Linked DNA regions of Mus musculus: region 2 is linked to region 1. Evidence: chromatin contacts called from public Hi-C data. All regions are on one chromosome and are shown on one strand. The core of a region is the stretch at or near the end of the contact, and the rest is flanking DNA. Distances in the headings are between cores, read along the strand shown.

What was found. Hi-C and Micro-C count contacts between places; a contact is called where the count stands out from the background.
Region 2: a contact with region 1 is called in a Hi-C map of cerebellum, with 2.7 times the contacts expected there. The contact joins two enhancer-like sites.

The regions. Positions count from the first base shown.
Region 1 is chr4:66,520,689-66,527,791 of GRCm38.p6, forward strand. No RefSeq gene overlaps it. Among named protein-coding and RNA genes, the nearest start is that of Gm25480, 20 kb to the right of the region's middle. Within about 2 kb of position 2,968, at least 18 of the 459 cell types and tissues checked have an H3K27ac peak or open chromatin away from gene starts, as enhancers often do. A contact at or near this core is called in cerebellum, where this site is marked.
Region 2 is chr4:68,763,080-68,770,182 of GRCm38.p6, forward strand. Brinp1 (bone morphogenic protein/retinoic acid inducible neural specific 1) reads right to left here. Exons shown (of 8, transcript NM_019967.2): 8 at 1-67. Among named protein-coding and RNA genes, the nearest start is that of Brinp1, 190 kb to the right of the region's middle. Within about 2 kb of position 3,287, at least 38 of the 459 cell types and tissues checked have an H3K27ac peak or open chromatin away from gene starts, as enhancers often do. A contact at or near this core is called in cerebellum, where this site is marked.

The DNA of each region.
Region 1 (7,103 bases), core at 1,718-4,217:
CTACATGAATTGGAGGCCATCATCTGATGGGCTATAAATCAACTCCTATAGCTTCCAAGAGACTTGGGGCTTATCACAATTTTTGTTCTTCTTAAACTTGGCTACTTTGATGACTGTGCTAATGCAACTCAGATGCTTGTGTTCCTAGATCCCATCCACAGTAAGCATGGCTCCCTTTGTTTTAGCTGAACAAAGGTGATAGCGACACTTTGATGGGCCAGCTTAGTGGGCTGTCCCCTGGCTGTCCCTGACTGCTTGGGATTTGTGTCAGTGCCAGCCTGCTGTGATCATGAACAAAGAAAGAAAATGGTAGTGTTTTTATTTTTAACAAAGTGACTCATCCTCCCTCTGGCTATGAGCTATGGAAAGCACAGGAAGACAGCAGGCGATATTAGAAGGACAAGTTCAGGACACTTTCACCCCATTGGGAACCAATTTCAGGAGATGCCATCCTGTCTTGTTCAGCTTAGTCTGCCCTGGAAAAGACGTTGAACTCAAAGAGGTTGGCTACACAGGAAAGGAAAGTCACCATAAACAGCAAATACCAAAGATAATTAGATCCCTGGCAATGGGCAGAAGAAAGTACTAATTATGTAATATGTGAGTAGGGACAAGAACATCTTGAATCTTGGTTTCCAAATGTTGTCTTCTACCAGAAGCTTTTAAGCTAGGTTTAGCAGACTCATCATAGCAGGCCCTGGAGCCCCTGTGAACTTGTAACTTTCTTGCCTACTTACACCAGAGTGCTTCTGCTTGTATATACTTCACTGATTAAAATCTCAAGAGTTAGTGTAATTATTGGGTCCTTATAATGTGCCAGGAATTGCACTAAACACTCAATAAGTGTGAAGTTATTGAGCTCTACAGCAACCTTATGAAATATTTACAGCAACTATTGCCATTTTACACTTTATGAAACAGAGGCTTAAAGCCAAGGTAAATCATTTGCCCCGAGTCAGAAGGCTAATAAGCAGTTTTGTCAGGGCTGGAAATCAGGCCTGTCTGTCTGCTGAGCCCATTTCCTTAACCACAATACTCCACCGTTCTTCATGCTGGGTTTCCATGTAAGCTTTCATTTTCCAAAAGTGTTCCATGGTTATTTTAAAAGAAATAAAATAAGTTTGAAAGTGACAGATTAGATGTTCTGAGATCCCTCCTAGCTCTAAACACCCAACTTTCATGATTTTCAGAAGGAAAAAAAGTAGAGGCTGTGTAACTGGGGTTGATGGTGACGGGCAATGGGCAAGTTCTGAGATAATAATAGTCACTAGCATCTGAGAGCTTAATAAGCCAGGCCATGCTCTAAATCCCTCACTCACATTAGCTCGTTTAATCCTTGCACCAACCTTCTTTGGCGAGTGCTATTATTGGTTCCATTTCTGGATAAGGAAACAATACAATGAGATCATCACTCATTCAAGGTCATGCAAATACAAGGTCAAAGACCAGTGTGCATCTTTGCGGCTGTACTATATTGAGATGCCTTAATCTGGAAGAAAATGACTTTCTTTAATATCAGCATTTATATTTCAACACCAGGCCAATGCAAATTTATGTAAATAGACATGCAGATCAGCTGCTACCCTGGCATTGGTGCCAGCTTCCCCTCAGGGATGTCAATGTAACAAAATTTAGCCATTGTCAATGATCTGAGCTACCACATGAGCAGACATTTCCTTAATTCCCTACATTTCTCAGACATGGAGGCAATACATATATTCACAGAGCTTGTGCTTTTATATGTTTTAATTTTATCTTTTTTTTTCCTTAGGTTTTCAACTGTGGGTAGTTGATACTCATTTACAAGGAGACCAGTTCTTCACTTCTATCTCATACTGCCTTTTCACACTCTTTGCTTGTGAGCCTTGCTGCAGTCCTGCAGGGGGGCCAAGCAAATGTTAGCATGGCTCTTGTGCTGAGGAGAAGTTTGCTCAGGCTCCCTCTACAGTTGCTCTGGTGCCTGTTGTAGCATTTTTAGACTTTTCCTGATGGTGTCATATCCTTTCTTTGCTGAGTGCAGGGAGGGAAGCTAGCAACCCCGTGGACTAATGGAAAGGAATGGCTTTTACTTTTTTCCTGTATTTTTATTTTATATGTATGGATGGGTTGCCTGAATATGCATGTCCATGTACCACATCTGTGCCTGGTGCTTCCCGAGGTCAGAAGAGGGTTTAGATCTCCAGTGAGAAGAGTGACAGACAGTTATGAGTCACCATGTGGGTGCTTGGTATGGAACCTGTGTCCTCTGGAAACACAGCCAGTTGTCACCACTGAGCTGTCTATCCATCTTCATACTGCTCTTTTGAAAAAAAAAAAAAAAGAGCTCGGGATATCCCTTAGTTGGTAGTGTGAGTGTCTATTATGCATAGAACATGGGTGGGTACTCCAGCCCAGCACAAAGCAGGTGTGTTGCCTGTTATCCCAGGGCACAGAAGGTAGGGGTGGGAGATTCAGACATTCCAAGGTCATCTTTGGCTTCAAAGAGAATTCTAGGCTAGCCTGAGCTACCTAGGGAGAGTGGGTAGTAGGACAAACACATAACCATGGGAAGACTAGCACTGTAATAAAGAAAAGGGGGTCATTTAAGAGCAAATAAGGTATCGCTAATAATTACACTAATGTAGCTAGTATAAACTTAGAAATCTTGAGAAAAGGTGAAGGCATGATCACCCCGGCTAAAAAGCAAAACCTCGATTTCTATGCACCATAGTGACTCTCTCTTTGTTCTGAGTTTTAGAAAGGTAAAGCATGCCCAGGGTCACATAATAAATACATGGCAGAGCTGTCTGTCCGATTCCAAAAGCTTGGGCTGTGGCAGATATCACAGATGGGGACTCTTGACATTCTAGCCACGAAAGAACTGACCGCATACTTCCTTTCTGCTCCCGGTTATGCTGCCAGCCATTGTCCTTGGATATGGGAACTCAGGTGAAGTGTGATGACTGTGCTGTCCCAGAAGAGGGCAGTGTTGCCATGTCAGCCAAGTCAGAGGCTACAGGAAACAGGAAGGAGGCCTGGATTGAGCAGGACTAGTGGCCTGGCTCAGCATCCCTAGAAAAGCCAGCCCCACCAGGCTGCCTCAAAACCAGCTGCTTCCCTGGCTTGCATCCCCTGAATCCTCACGGTAGATAAAGCTGCTGTCCCCATCACCTGTCTACTGGCTCCCATGATCCAACACCTGAACAAATTAGAGAACTCTGTGCCACCTGGGGTACAAAGAGGCCCAGAGAGAGTTTCCAGATAGAAAATAGGAACCGTTGCCATTTTTTATTTGCTCAGAATTATTCTAGAGCTGGGAGTGCTGTTGACATACTTGTTACCACTTAATCTTTAATAAGGAATCATTTTCATGGGGGAGCTGAGTTCTGGATCCATGCCAGTTTAGATAATTATATTCCCCCAGAAGACTGAAGCTGCTAAGGCAGAATTCTTTCCAAGAAGAGTGAGAAGTCTCAAAGACTGAGATTAAGTGTAAAATAGAGATTGGGGGTGGGTATCAAAAATGGTCTGTGGGAAAGAGACACCATGGCTTGATGAGGGCAAACCTCAAAGTGGCGCCACATAGCAGATTGTTTTTTTCTTCTTGTTTCCTTTGGGCTCATGGAGAGTGAGAGTCATTTGTAGTTTTTTGTCTGTAAGAAGGAATTCAAATTTTGCTCTTTTTAAAAAGGCACCTGATTTACAGGGGGTGTGAAACAAAGCAGAAAATGCTAAAAGGAGGGGGAATAACAGTTCACATGAGAAGAAAAATGAATACAGAAAAAAAAATCCTTTTAACAGTTTCTCTCATCTAAAGTGGTTAGGACAGCGTTTTTTACATTAACTTCAGCATTCTCTCAGAAGGGGATAAAAATGCCCTGTGATCCTCAGCTAAGAATTGCTGGTGATTTTATATCCTCTTGCTGGCATAGATCGTAATCAACCGGAAAAACCTCAAAATGACAAACAAACAAAAGACAGCTTTGTTCTCTGAGGTTCATTAGCTCCGGACAAGGCTGAGAAGCATCAGAAAATGAGGTGCTAGAAGCAGGCAATGTACAGAGGTCACGTTGGGGTAATTCAACTCTCCCCACTGTACCATCCTGTCCCTCTCTTTGGTTGCCAGAGGCCTGGTTGCTCCAAAGAATTGAGAGAAACTGAGGCTGAGGGGTACAGCTCAAGGGTGGTTAGAAAGAAGAGGCTCCTGGGCTAGTTCACGCTGAGCCCAAAGTTACTCACCTCTGCTTTCAAGGACATTACAGAGTAGCAAGCTTCATTTCTTCTTCCAGCCCAATCCCTCTTTGTTGCATCCTCATTAAGTCCAAATGGCATCTTATTCATGGACACATACGATTAGAAACCTCAAGGAAGCGGGTTCCTCTTTTCTCTTTCTCACCATTATTGAATTCAATCTCTCCTTCCCACCACTCCCCTGCCTTCTTCCTTCTCCCTTCTTCTTCCTCTGCCCCACCCCCACTCTTCACATTATTTCACCCTTATTTTCTTACCTATGACTACTTAAATAGAATCCCGTCAGCACACTATTATTGTTATATTATATTACATGTATGTGAGTGTTTTGCTTGTATCTACACATGTTCACCACATACATACCTGGTGCCTGTGGAGATCAGAAGATGTCATTCAACCCTTGGCACTAAATTTACAAAAGGTTGGATACTATCATGTAGGTGATGGAACCTGAAATTGGTCTTCTGCACAGCTGCAATTGCTCTTAACTGCTGAGGCACTTCCTCAAGGGATGCCTTCAGCTCATTTTTGATAGCACAGTTTCTCTCCAAAGCCTTTCAGAAGCTTGTTTGTCTACACAACCAGCTTGAATTATCGTAATTTGGTGTCCTAGGTCTTTTGTGAAACGGCTTCCATCTGCCTTCCAAACTGTTTTTAGCCTAAAGTGCCTGACTATTTTCCGTTTTCCAATCATGTAATAATTCAGTTATTCCTCAACATATTCTCCTCTATGTCTTTATTCATTGTCTTAGTTAGGGTTTTTATTAGTGTGATAAAATGCCCCCAGCAAAATCAACTTGGAGAAAACTTAAGTGTTTATTTCATCTATGTCTCCAGGTAACAGTGCCTCACTGATGGAAGTCAGGAAAAGAACTCAGGAAGGGCAGAAATTTAGAGACAAGAATTGATATAGAGGCCATGAAGGGTCCTGTTTATTGGTTTGCTCTCAAGGCTTGCTCACTTTGCTTTCCTGTAGTACCCAGAATCGCTGGTCCAAGTGTGGCACATCCCATAGCAAGTTGGGCCCTCACACATCAATCATCAGACAAGAAAATGGTGCACAGGCTTGCCCAAAGGCCAGGTGGCAGCACTTTCTCAGCTGAGGTTCCCTATTCCCAATTGACTCTAACCTGTGTCATTTTGACATAAAATTAGCCAACACACTCCTGGTTCCCAACATCTATCTTTATCCTAGTTAAGGACCATGTTCTCTTGAGTGATGGCTTCACATACCTGCTTCAAATGGACATAAATCTTCTTTGCCTGTGAATTTCTCCCCAACTTTACATGCAGCACATGTTTTGTATTGGTATAATATTTAGAATTTTGAAAGTCATGTTTTATCTTTCCTTCCTTCCTGTGTGCAGTCTGCTAGGTCAGGGAATAATCTTCATTCTACACACAGATTAATCCAATGCTTTTTTGTATGGTAAGTTTGAAAAGGCAATTTTCTGCACAGATTAATGAGTACTTTTAAGAATCTATGATTGAAAGAGTGAATCAAAGTTTCATGGATGCATGAATAAATAACTTTGTGCATGGATGAATAAATGAATTCTTGTACTTATGCATTCAAATAGATCTTGGGAGGCCCCTATGCAAATTAACCCAGGAATAGATAAATGCTTGTATGCATAAATGAATAAAAACATACATACATGAATCTGTGAATGAATGACCAAATACTTGGATTTCTGATTCTTAAGACTGTTTCTCAGTGAGCAGTTGACTAAGATATTGCTGTCTATTGCTAGTATGCTATACTACCACCAAAATTTCTTTAATATTTAATGGTTTTACTAGCTAGGACCCTTGAATATGGGGCTGGAGAGATAGTTCAGTGATTAAGAGCACTGGGTACTCTTCCTGAGGACCTGGATATAATTCCCAGTACATATATAGCAACTCACAACTCTCTGTAACTCCATTTTCATGGGGACTCAATGCTATTTTTTTGTCCTTTGTGGTTACAGTATGCTTGTGATAAAGACATATATGCAGCCAAGATACTTTCAAATATAAGATAAAATTTAAAAAGAAAAATGGTTACCCTTGAATACACTCTTCTATATTGGCCCTTCAGGTGAGGCTACTTTATTTTTGCACTAAAATATTGAAGCCATGGCCCAAGGAAGACCACTTACCTGCCAGAAAGAAAAAGAAGAAGTGGGGCTTTCTCTGTCAGTCTTTTTACTATATAAGGAGGAGGAGGAGGAAGAAGAAGAAGGAGAAGGAGAAGAGGAAGAGGAAGAGGAAGAGGAAGAGGAGGAGGAAGAAGAAGAAGAAGAAGAAGAAGAAGAAGAAGAAGAAGAAGAAGAAGAAGAAGAAGAAGAAGAAGAAGAAGAAGAAGAAGGATGGAGAGGAGGAAGAGGAGGAGGAAATGGAGGAGGAGGAGAAAGAGGAGAAAGAGGAGGAGGCTATCTCAGGCTGGAAAGACTCAATGTGCTCATTCTAGGACTGCATATGTCAGGTATGATTTTTATTTCAGATAATGTCTAAGCTTGATACCAATTCAGTAGCAAGTTCGAGCAGATCTCCTTATTGTTCAAGGCAGAAATTGTCTTTCCTGCCTAGTCCATCCTATGCTAGTGAGAGGAGGATACACTACAGATTTTCTCTCCCATTTCTCCCTACTTTATGGTCCTTAATGGAAACCATGCCTGTGAGAGCCATATTTGGTCCAGTCACTGAATTATTCTGGTGTTAATGATAATTCTTTATTATCAGGATCAAGCTATGGGGAGTCTTCTGGCACACCTCTAGTGTGTATTTGTCTAATCTCCTTAGGTTGTTTGAAGGGTTTTAGCCCACTCACGAATAGATAGCAGGAACAGAATTGCAGTGTATCACAAAATGAATATACCAGAAAGCTT
Region 2 (7,103 bases), core at 2,037-4,536, 2.2 Mb after region 1:
TCCCCAGAACCCATTCTCATTGCAATAGAGAAGTGACTGGACCCTTGCAAGCCACTGTTGAATTGTCCTGTGAAAAAGAAGGAAAATGTTAGCTCCCATCAATAGGAATGTGAGGTACATCATACAACTGGCCATGCAAGTTGGAGCCTCCCAAAGAAAGAAAAGTGGAGATTAGATTTTTCTTTTAGTAAAATGCTTTCAATGCAAGTATGAGGACTTAAATTTAATTCCCAATATGCATGTAGACAAAGTAGGCATGGTGGCTCACATGTATAATTACAGGTTTTGGAGGGCAGAGACAGAAGGATCCCTAAGATTCACTAGCAAGCCAGTCTACTCTAATTGGTAAGTCCTAGGAATAAGCAGATTAAAATATAAAAGAATGTAGAATGAATATATATTAATAAATACATTGTCATTCTGTATACTGTCTTAAAGCTATTATATCACATTGTACTTTACACATCTAACATTCTTTGTGAATATCTATAAAAAGGAGGCATTTTACTAATTATTAGGATATTTATCTATCTCTAACTATTCCATTATACAATAGGCGCTGAGAAATCGGTTTTAGGGAATAAAGTTTCTGAGCACAAATACGCTTTCTGAAGAGAACAAATCATGGAAAGTCTCACATGGGCAAGATTTGTGACCCTCTATGTTTTCTCCCTTTCTTTCTTCCTTCTTTCTTTCTTTCTTTCTTTCTTTCTTTCTTTCTTTCTTTCTTTCTTTCTATCTTGTTTTTAATTTTTATTTTTATGTCAACATCAGAGGATTCCACACCTTCCACTGATGAAGATATGGCATGCCCAACCCTGTCAACAGAAATAAGCTTCATTCCATCATAATCATTGTATCATAGAAGTCATGTAGTACTTCTATATGGATCATATGATATGATTCTCACAGTGGCTTTTCATAATATGCAATAACAATATAAGTTCTTCAGTTGTCCAGTATTCTAAATTCTCAATTGTATGGCATTTCTATTACAAACTGTGTTTCTAAAACCCCTCCACATTGTCAATCCATGCTGTGAATGATGCCAGTGTCTGTACCCAGATTCCAGGCAATAAAACATTTTAATGAAGACGGGTACATGAACCAATAAAAAGCAGCAGAAGAATAAAAAAAATATGTAAATCTGTCAGCCCAGAGGCCTTTCATTTTTCCATGTTTCTTTGGAAGTTACCTCCTCTCTGTCCTCCATGCTACAAACAGTCCTGCATATCTGTCCACCAGTCTTTACTATGCACAGGGATTTTTATGCCCAGTTTCTCACTTGAGCCTACCAAAAACACCCAGAAAATGACTTGAGATTTAGGCTTCACCAGTGAATGGATAAAATGGATGAAACTCTGTTCTTGAACAGGGTTGACAGTGGGCAATTTCCTTAGCTTCCCCACTCACCCCTCCTACCAATCCTTACAGGATTGTTGTAAGGATTATACAATTTTTTGTGTGAATTATACATATAAATTTGGTAGGCACTAAGGGTTTAGTAAAATTCAGCTCTTGTTCTTCTTGCAAAAGAGTGGTAGCATGAGTACAGGATCTCCAAGGCAAACTGATGGACCATATGGCCCTCAAGAAGAGAAGTCTCCTGACACATCAGCTTTTCTTTGGGCATTATCTATCAGCCCAAATTTTTAAAACAGTCTTAAATAAAATGTACTAGGACCCCAAGCAAGATTTGTGATGACGCAGATGATTGATGATGATGATGATGGAGCTCATAGTTCATGATCTTTCAGCACTATGAGAATGAGAAAGGGATCTCATTTCCACCACACATCCTGTGGTGGGATGTGCTAGTCAACTGTCTGTTGCAGCAATTCTCTTGACATACAATCACAAAATCATAAACCCCTAAAGTCAGTGGGGAGATAAGACAGTCTAAGGTGATGAGCACGGATATTGTTGGTTCAAGCAGAACTAAGTCAGGGAGAGAAAAAAAAAACAACAAAAATCAAATCTATCCTGGAACAGGGAATGAGTCATTACATCTCTTAAATCCTTGGTATTCTTTGCTAAAATGGGGATAATAAGGTCTGTCTCAAGAGGCTGGTACAGGGATGCTGAGAAGATATATTTAAACTGCGGAGAGAAGTCTAGGATACAGCAATTATAAAAAAGAGAAAAAAATGTAAGAGTACACAGTGCTCATATCTCAGAGAATAAGCTCTTCCTTTGAAGGTTCTGAGTACTCTCTTGAATGCTCTGAAGTCTAAAAGAAGCCATTTTGTTGTAGTCATTTGAAAATGGATACTGTTGAAATGGCTGCCTAGCTGACTTGGGATTTAAATGAGTTACTTATCAGCTGAGAAAAATGGTGGAATAATTAGCTTCTTGAAACTGTCTACCTGTTTAATCCACAAAACCACCCCCTCCATCTGGTAAAATAAAAAGAAAAGGAAAAAAAAAAAGACCTCTCGGAAAACATCCCAAGGCATTGTGCTGTTTGTCTCATCCCTAGTTTCTCCTCCAGCCTCTCAGGTTTAGGAGGCAGGGCGGGGCATTTCTTCCCTCAGAACGTAGCACACAACCTAGCTAGCTTTATAAATGTTTGCCGAATGAATGAACAAAGAATATTAATATTTTCCTTCTTACATTTTATTAACAAAAAGGGGGGAAAAAGAAAAAGGAAAACAAACTTCTCCCTTCCCCTCAGGACAGCAGTATTAGTTTTCCATACCATCCACCCACACAGCCGCAGGCCTCCCTGGTCTCTGCTTCGTGAGACCAATCCTATTACAGCCTGGAGAACAGCAGGCCCAGCTTTCAGGAAACGGAGCAAGAATCATAATGAGCTGTGTGGCTCCCACCTCCCAAATCAGAACATTGACTGAATATTGGGGTATGAGTCATCTGATATTTTTTGTGAGCTGCAGGGGCCCTCCACGCGGCTGCGATTGCGTGGTTACATCTGACAAGAGCTCTATTTCAAAAATGCCTCTTTCAAATGGCCCACACTTGCCCCTGTCACTCCCTCTCCAAGTGACAGCACAGTACCCCATTTAGAGTGCTTCTGTTCCCATCTGCAAGGCATTCTATAACCCCGTAGAGCGCCCCCTTTCTCGTGTCTCATCTTTGGGACCCTTTGTCAGGACCACAGCCCCCACTCCTCCTGTCAATGCTTCATTGTGGCGGCACTCTCAGAATCCTCAGTGGGGGAAATAAAAAGATGAAAGTTCCTGGTGATGCTGGTACAAGCAAGAGGGCTGCTGAGGAATTAGGATTCCAGCCTTGTCAGGCAGGAGGGACTGGGGACAGAGGCCCTCTGAGACACATTAGCAGGCTGCATGGCACCTGCATCTCCTGAGCTCAGAATAATTGTGAGGTTGTGGGCTGTATCAAAGGGGGCATTAATGGTAGAGCATAAGGAGTCAGAGGGAAGTGGTGTGAAGGAGGGGTGTAAGGAGTGCGAGGCCCAGGAAAGAGGAAACAGAGAGGGAAGGTGGGGTGACAGAGAGGAGAAGGGGACTTCATGTTGGAGATGGTGGACAGAAGGGCACATGGAAGCTACAGGCATAATGTGTTATGCCTCAGCCAATGGGTGGAATAGAAACAGGTTTAGGAGAGGTTAAATTACTATCAGTTACAAGATTCAGAGAATGTGGACAAGGAAGAGACCTTAGGCTTGGGCATGGATTAGTAATCTATTCTTTTCCTTTTCTATAAAGGAAAAGAGCATGAGATAGAGAGAGGGAGAAAGGGAGAGAGAGACAGAGAGAGATAGAGAGAGAGACAGAGAGAGACAGAGACAGAGAGAGCAGCATTATTAATGATTTTTAACTCCCACTTTCATTGAGCATCCTGTTGCTTTTCAGTCCTTCATTTGAGAAGACCAAAATGTGAAAGATAAGCTCAGCCCATTTGAAGCGTATTTACTAATTTTTGTTTTTTTTTTTTAATACTGGCAACTTCCAACATCAGCTTTATTTAATCCAAATAATCCCCCATACCTTCTCCATCTCCACCCAGTGATTTGAATGATAAAAAAGGTCACTGAAGGTGGAATCCTAAACCAATGGAGGGATTTCTATGCTTTACCATAGAAATATCATCTAGGTGGTGATAGGAGGTATTCAGGTGCACCGTTCCCCTGAGTGTCATCTGTGGTGTGACAGAAGAGGACTTGAGAGATGAAATGGCATACCATTCAAATACTAACCTTGTGCATCAGCTGTGGGTACACTTTGTGCTATAAACCATAGTCTGCTATTAAAACAATAAGGAGAACAAACAGGTAGACGTTGCCATAAGAAGACAAACAAATGGAACACATGGGGAAATACAGAGTTTGATCATGTAAGAATCTATTACCACATCCCTTGCTTCCTCTGAACCTTTCAAGGTCTCTCTCTTCCATTTAGAGATAATTGGGCCTCTCTGATGAATGCACAGGGAGAGGATGGGCACCAGCGGTAGGAGGGACTGTGATCTATAAATACCATTCCTCAGGCTAGCTAGTGACAGCTGTCTCAACTTTGGCGACAGGGAAATAGCTTAATAGGCCAGTTCTGCACGGGAGGGTCTCACAGTGTTCACACAGACCCACTGTTATGCAGTGAGTGTGAGGCCGTAAGAACCATGCTTTAAAACGCTTTTCTGTGTTTCTGGGGGTGAAGCTACAGCATCTTCCATTTGCAGCCAAATCAGCAGCTTTCTGTTGAATGAGATGCTCAATTCATTCTGATGGGGGTTGGAATGAAGGGAGGGAAGGTGAGAACTGGAGGGAGAGGAGGTAAGAGATAGGGAGCGAGAGAGAGAAATGAGTAAAGAGGGCAGTAAGCTGCATGTTCTCTTCTAAAGTGGAAAAAAAATCTGGTACTTGATCTATTAGCACTCACAGTGGCTTCAGATAAACTAGGTTGGACCACAAAAGCAGAGAAATTTTAATAAAAGCCATTCAAATTAAAAGCCCATCTCTCTCATGTTTAGAACTGAATGCCACGGCCCCTGAGTTGGCGAGATGGACAGCAAACAGTCTGTGTACCTCCTAGATCAAGGCAGCTATCTCTTCATCCTCACATCACTGACATGCCGTACGATTTGGGTCTGATTTCCATGTCAGGGATAAGGGTTTTGAAGCCAGAGAAGGACTGTCACTCATTCATGGTCACACAGCATAGACATGGCCAGAGTTCAAGATTTCTAAATATAATCTCGGTATACTCTCAATGATCACAGTATATATCGCTTGCCCTCTAAACCCCAGAGCGGATATAAACCACTCTCAGAACCCTGGAGACATCTCAGCTGCTTCCCTGCGGGTCCTGTCTTTGCCACAGCCAGGATGTTCTGGCAACCTGACAGGTCTCCCAGAGACAGAGCATGAGTCCCTTGTCATTTGGAGGACAGAGGCTTTGCCTCCCAGGGTTTCCCATCCGTTGTTTAAAGGCTCACATCTCCCATTCTGAACCATCAGGCTGGGGAGCCCTGGCTGGGATTCCTAATTCAAGCAACCTCCCTGCTGATTTTAATTGGAGGTTTTGCCTAAGCTGGGAATGCGGTGCCTGGCCTGTGGCATTTTAGGGAAGATCATACAAATCTAGTGCCAAGAGAATGTTACAGAGGACAGGGGAAGAAATCTAGGCTAAAATACAAAACTATAATCCGTAAGGTCTATTTGTTCAATAAAAGTGTGTTTCTTTAAGAACAGAAGAAATGAACAAAGAATAAAGTGGAATTTCAAATTACTCTTTTATTTATGCCCATGTGTGTCTTTTTAGATGTTTCTTTGACATTGTAATTGGTGTCTAGGTACATTTTCATTGCTCCAGAGAAGTGTATATTGTGCAGAAGATAGGCTAAAACTGGGAGACAAGAACTTACTCCTAGTGTCTGGTATGCACTTTTCTTTATGGATTTCGAATGTGTGTATGCTTGTATGTATGACTGTTTGTGCACATGAATGTGCATGCATATATATGCTAGGGTGGGTGTGAAGTTTTGTGTGTTTGTGTGTCTCTCTGTGTGTGTCTCTGTGTGTGTGTGTGTGTGTGTGTGTGTGTGTGTGTGTGTGTGTGTCCAGCTATACTTCTGCAAGACCAGAAAGAATGGTGCTCTTCAAACCTACACATGTCTGTAAGGTCAGATGCCTGGAGTACTGTTCATGGCTTTGCCATCTCAATTATAAATAACCATCAGGTCCACTCTGCTTATCAGTTTCCCTGGACAAATATTTACCTTTTAATCATTGCCCTATTTAAGCTCCTTCTATAGCCTTAACAGCCTGTTTGTCCTCAGTTCTTCACATGAGGCCAGAGCCTCATTGAATAGAGCATATCAGTGGCAAAGTAATGACCAAAAGGAGAGTTTTACAGTCTCATTCCATGCTGAGGACATTTTCTAGTTGGAAGCTTAGAGTGAAGTCTGTAAATATGCTTGCAGAGGGCAGGGGTGAGGGTGAAAAGAGAAAGAGGGCAAGGTACCTGCAAAGGAAGAATCCAACCTGGCCTTTCAAATTAGGTTGTCAGCAGCTTAATTGGGGAGGATTATGAAACAATTTTTGCAATTACACTGTTCTGTGTCTGGAAGGAGGTGACAGGCAACATCAGCTGCATATTCAAATTCTGAGTTTTGCTTTGGGGCATAGAAGTACTGAAGACAGATGATAGAAGGAGCAAGAGCTGCTCAGAGATGAAAGAAGGACTAAAAGCAGCAGGTGCTCCCATGTGGATGCTGTCAGAGTTGGTTATTTGTCCTGAGCAGCACATATGCAGCACAATAAAAGCCGATGGAAGAAAAAAGTGCAAACCAGAGCCCAGTGGCCTGCTGTAACCTTGAAATGAGACAGTGATCATGTAGGTCGATGCTCTGGGTGATCAGAGGGTTGAAATAAGTTAAGGAAGAACTGTACTTTGCACTAAGTCTATTTGACCTTGGATATTTGTCCTTGAATGAGTCACTTGAGCTCTCTGACAATCATTCTTCCTTCTTCCTCTTATTCTTCCTTCATTTGTGTACATTCTTGCACCCAGTGTTTTAGTCTCTCTCTCTCTCTCTTTCTCTCTCTCTCTCTCTGTCTCTGTCTCTCTCTCTCTCTCTCTGTGTGTATGTTTATACCTACATAAGGTACCATGCACATGGAAGCC